Linked DNA regions of Sus scrofa: region 2 is linked to region 1. The links are chromatin contacts, called in public Hi-C maps. All regions are on one chromosome and are shown on one strand. Each heading gives the region's core, a stretch centred on a gene start, on an enhancer-like site or on the middle of the called end of the contact. The rest is flanking DNA. Distances are from core to core; before and after follow the strand shown.

The links. Hi-C and Micro-C count contacts between places; a contact is called where the count stands out from the background.
Region 2: a contact with region 1 is called in a Hi-C map of fetal liver, with 1.5 times the contacts expected there. The contact joins the promoter of LOC100153863 here to the enhancer-like site in region 1. A contact is called at or near these places in 9 of 47 Hi-C or Micro-C datasets (epiblast stem cells, fetal heart ventricle, fetal liver and 6 more).

Annotation. Positions count from the first base shown.
Region 1 is chr7:54,282,926-54,285,684 of Sscrofa11.1, reverse strand. No RefSeq gene overlaps it. Among named protein-coding and RNA genes, the nearest start is that of ACAN, 200 kb to the left of the region's middle. Within about 2 kb of position 1,429, at least 2 of the 83 cell types and tissues checked have an H3K27ac peak or open chromatin away from gene starts, as enhancers often do. A contact at or near this core is called in fetal liver, where this site is marked.
Region 2 is chr7:54,322,274-54,325,032 of Sscrofa11.1, reverse strand. LOC100153863 (myeloid-associated differentiation marker-like) reads left to right here and starts at 1,389. Exons shown (of 1, transcript XM_013997061.2): 1 at 1,389-2,666. The coding sequence starts at 1,665. The coding sequence ends at 2,528.

The DNA of each region.
Region 1 (2,759 bases), core at 180-2,679:
CCGACTGCCCACTGCTGGAGGAAGAAGCCATCCCACAGGACACTTGATGACCACAGTGGTGCAAGTCCATTATGAGCAGAGGCCAGCTGCTCATCAACCCAGACCACTGCCCCCCAGGAACACTCTTGTTCCAAGTCTGGGACAACTCCTTATGAAAATCCATGAAAAGAAAGAAGTCTGGCTATTTCTGGTACTTCAGAAAGAGGAGATGCATTCAGAATATTCTTTCTATTTATTTATTTTTTATTTGTATTTATCTATTTATTTTTTTTGCTTTTTAGGGCTGCATCTGAGGCATATGGAGGTTCCCAGGCTAGGGGTCCAAGTGGAGCCACAGCCATAGCTACTTGGGATCTGAGCCTCATGGCACACCACAGCTCACAGCAAGCCAGATCCTTAACCCTGAGCGAGGCCAGGGATCAAACCTGCATCCTTAGGGACTCTAGTCAGGTTTGTTAACTGCTGAGCCTTGACAGGAACTCCCAGAATATTCTGATCCTAGACCCTGGCAGAGGCTGGCAAGACTCCAGACCCCTCCATTATTTCTCTTACCCTCTGCCCCCTCCCCAAGACTTTGGCACCCCAGCTTTCTCTATTCCTTTCCCACAAATTCGATTTAAGCTTTGTTCTTGGTGTCAACTAGAACTTGTTCTAACATAGGCACATGAAGACACAGATTTCTGTATCTTTTAGCCAATAGGCCAGGACAGACACGAGCCCGTTAGTAGGAAAGCATTCCTCTGGACTGAAACAAGCCTCGTATGTTATGGCTGTATTATTACAACGCTATTATAAAACAGAGTGCAAAACTCTGCATTCACTTCCCAGTAAAACATACAGCTTTAAAGATAAATGCTACAACACAGATCCTTTAAGTAGGAAATTCTTCTCCTTTGTTCACTGATACATTCCCCATGCTGAGAAGTGGGCCCGGCCCATGGAGGTGTTTGCAGAGTGAGTATTACAGGAGTTTTCAGCCCCATGTTCCAGGCTGAAACTCCTGACCAGTGTACATTCCATCCCTTCTGTCTTAAGGGAAATGTTTGAGAATCACTGAATCCTGTTTCATCCCATTTAATCCTCCTAACAACCCATGGATGTCACCATGGAAAGGAACCACTGAGAACCAGAACTCCCACCGTATTTGAGGATGTCCCCATCACAGGAGTCTTGGGGAGTGGCTGTGCCTTACCCTCAATAAGACACTAAAAAGGCCAGATAAATATTTGACCTGGCCAGTAAGTGGGGCCTGGACACACACCTTAAATGCAGGCAATACACAGACACAAGGTCTTATCAGAATTCCCAATCCCGGGGCCTGCAGTAGAATCCAGTGTGTGTCTCCAAGGCCCCCAGTGCCTGGACCAGTGGCCCTTGGCTGTGCCCTGGCTGCCCAGCACCCCTTCTTCCTGGTCTAGGCTAGTTCTGAAGCTGGTCCCTCCCTGATAATTCTCCAAATGACTCAGCATCCTCCTAGTAGAGTTGTTCTCTGCTTAAGTTGCCAGAGAAGTTTTCTGCAGGGTGGAATCAAGATTTTTCATGTCTAAGAGCAGATGCTATTAACTCCATTTTCTGGATGAGGAAACCGAGGCTTAGACTGGCACTGACTGAGCACAGGGTACATGCGCCAGGCTGAGCTCTGGTCCCAGTTTAGGTTGAGGGCAGGTGAGATGTAAGGGGAAAGGCCCTGAGATGACCAGAAGGGACTGAAGGAGTTCTCAGGGTCTGGAGAGAGGGAGGAGATGAGGGTGGAGTGGTGGGGAGGGGTCTGAAGTTGCAGGGCTTTGGAGATGACCTTTGGAATTTGTTTTTCCTCCTAATGAAGGAAAGAGCAGCCTTCAAAGTGTCTCAGTTTGAGTTCCATTCAAATCAGATATTGAGGTAAAGAGCGGAGATGGATGGATCAGGGAGAAGCTTCTGGCAGGTGTCCAGGTGAGGGGATGGATGGATCTGGACTAGGCGGTGGCTCTAGAGACGAAGAAGAGTGGGTGGATTCATGAGTGTTTTGTGAGGAGCATCTGTGAAGGTGGTGCCATGGCTGAGACGGGAAAGATGGGGAAGGGGCAGTGTGAGTTGGGGGTGGGGGTTCAAGAGATGGGACTGGATGCAATGAGTGTGAGGTGCCCTGAGCTATGCAGAGGGAGAGATTGGGAGAGAGATGGACATGACCTTCTCTGTCAATAGAGATGAGCTCTGGAGGCTCAAATTGGGGAGTTGTCATCACAGAGCCTATTCACTACATCCAGTAATTCTTAAATGTCACATTAATAGAGCAGGCCCCCCCCCCATTTCCTCCACACCTAATACAGCAGCCTTGCTCACCTCCTCACACTCCAACAATTCTTGCTCCCTGTTTTCCCTTTGTTGTTACATTTATCACCACGTCATGGTATTACGTATTGATTTGGACATTGTCCATCTCCTGTGCTAGAACTTATGCTCCATGAGGGCAGAAACTATTGGTTCTGTTCTCTGTTCTCCACCCCATTCATCAAATAGTGCCTGGCACACACTTGGTGCACAACAATATTTGCTGACTGTGTGGACTCTACAGCCACGGTCTAGAGGGAGAAAAGCAGATACACAGAGCAGAGGTGGTCTCAGCCCAAGTCCTGAGGACCGGAAATGCTCAGACAATGGGAGAGAAGGACGGAGAGCAAGACGGAGGAGAGGCTGAGCATCAGAAGGAACATCACCCCAGGGAAGGTTTCCTGACTCAGGTGAATTGTAAGAGATACATTTCTGGAAAAGCTTTACCA
Region 2 (2,759 bases), core at 140-2,639, 39 kb before region 1:
TTCTGTTCTGATTATACTTATTAAAATAGAATTTTATGTTCCTCAAATCTAGTAAAAAAATCTAGACTGTATTTTGTGTCTTTTTTATTTCATTTTTCCAGTAACTCATTTTATTGCCTCTACAAAAGGATAGATCTATGGTAGGTGGGAAAAAAGCAAAGTATCTTTCATCACAGTACTTTGAGGAACTCTCAAATTCTCATCACACAAGTCCCTTAGTGTGTTAATAGGCATTCTGTACAAAGGGGCTCCATGAAAGCCTCCACATCAGCCTCCAGACACAGCACCCTTGTTCATCTCCAATCCCTGCTTCCCAGCTTGGAAGCTGCTAACCAGTCTCCCAGGCCAGACACATCCCCCCTCAGCTGGTACTACTCCCAGATCTTTCCAGACCCCCACCTGGACGGCAGCTTTGGGGCTCAGCAGCCAGACTTCATGTCCATGGAGTCTGCGTTTCCTCCATGAAGCTCCACCTTGGAGTAATGGGCTTGGGGTCTCCTTCCCAAATGGGGGAGAGGCACATGTCCAGGCAAACCTGGGGGGAGGGGAGCAAACCGGTTCCCCCTGCCATGTCATCTTGTCCCCACTGCCTTGCTGTCCCCCCAAGGCCTCTCCCTGCTCACCTCTGCACCTGCCCTCCTCTGTGTGGGGCTGTGTCCCCTCAGATGGCATCTCCTTCCAGGGGTGGCTGCAGGGAGGAGAGGCCAGACCCCTGTTTCTTCACGTTGCTATGAATGAGGCCATGGCCCTGGGAGGGTGTCTTGGGTTCCCAGAGCTCTGAGCTTTGGTCGTGGGCTCGCACCCACGGGCCCTGCTGCAGTGCTGGGCTGGAGAGCACAGGGCTCAAAGCCACAGCTTTGGCACAGTTATCTGGATGCCCACTCCTAGTCATGGGACCTTAGGGAGGCACTTGATTCCCACAGCCCCAGTCTTCTCATCAATAACTGAGGTTAGCTATGTGATCCACAATCCCTTTTCTGAATCCCTTGGTGTCAGATATGCTCCCAGAATTCAGAATTTTTCAGCATCAATCATGTGACGTGGTACATCTCCTCTCTATGACGTAACACCCCCCTGGGGTCTGAATGTACCTTGTCATCAAACACCTTTGTTTGTCTCTCTGCAGCTGAACTTTGGAACATTCACTGGAAGCAGAGTAAATAAAACCCATAGATTTTCTCATGTCTGTTCAGGTCCAATTTTGTCACCAAACAAATGTTTAAAAATTCCTGTTCTGTTTTCATAACCGAAGGTTTGGGAGTGCAGACAGGGTCCATGTTATCTTGTGTCTCCATAGATAATGACACACAGCACAAAGCGATCCAAAGTGTACATGGGTTTGAGGCCAGACCACACCCAGCTGTGAGGTTTGGGATAAGACCAGTCTCCTGACAAGGCCAAGGGTGACGGGTGGGGAGATTAATTCCAGAGCAGCTGTGCTGTTCCCCAAGTGTCTGGGCCATCGGTTCAAACACCAGAGAACCTGAGCCTCAGCTGCCACTGGCCCCTGAGCCTTTTCCAAGCATCTGACTTCATCCACCTCCAGAGCCAGATCTTTCTCTGGTGGGTCCTCGGTGAAGACCACGGCCATGCTGGTGGCAGTGACCGGCACGACCAGCGTGACCACCGTGTGATTTTCCTCAGGCCTGGGCTCCCCAACCATTATGCGCTGCTGCCTCCGACGGCTGCAGCTGCTCTGCACCTGCGTGGCCTTCTTGCTGGGGGCCAGCGTGGGCACTTGGAGCGGGGCCCTAGGTAGCTGGCCCATGTTCATCTGGTGCTTCTGCTTTGTCCTGACCTTCATCATCCTCATCATCGAGTTATGTGAGCTTGAGGATCGATTCTCCTTTTCCTGGGACAACTTTCTCACCACCTACAACTGCTACTCTGCCCTCCTCTGCCTCTCAGCCTCCATCACCTACCCCATCACCTACATCCAGTTCTTGCCTGACAGCCGCTCCCGGGACCATGCCATCACCTCCACTGCGTTCTCCTGTATTGCTTTTGCCGCTTATGCCATGGAAGTGGCCTGGAACAGGGCCCAGCCCAACGCAATCACCAGCTACATGGCCACCGTGCCAGGGCTGCTCAAGGGACTGGAGACCACCGTGGCCTGTGTCATCTTCGCTTTCATCAGCAGCCCCCACCTGTATGAGCATCAGCCAGCCCTGGGCTGGTGCGTGGTCGCATATGCCATCTGCTTCCTCCTGGCAGCCGTGGTCCTCATGCTGAACCTGGGCAAATGTGAGAACAGGCTGCCCATCCCCTTCCACATTTTCCAGCTGGGGCTGACCCTGCTCTCTGTCCTCCTCTATGCCAGCGCGCTGGTCCTCTGGTCTCTCTACCAGTTTGATGAGAAGGTGGGTGGCCAGCCCCCACGCTCCAGCAATGTGAGCTGCAGCCACGAACCCATCTACTCCATGTGCGCCTGGGACCAGCGACTGGCTGTGACCATCCTGACTGCCATCAACCTGCTGATTTATGTGACTGACCTAGTGTTCTTGGCCCTGAATTTTGTAAAGGACTGAGGTTTGGCCCAGAGACTCCCGATTGCTCCTCTCATCTGAAGTTTCTTTACCGAGTTCTGACGTCCTCCAAGGGCCTCTTCCTGGACCCCTCCCTCCCTTCCGGTGGCATATGGACCCCCTTGTCTCCCTCTCTTTCCTCTTTCCTCCCCTCCTTCTGCTCTGCCTCCTTTTCTGTTTTGTCTGGTGGCCCAGGTCCTGTTTCTCCTCTTTCTCTTGCTCCTCTCATCTGTT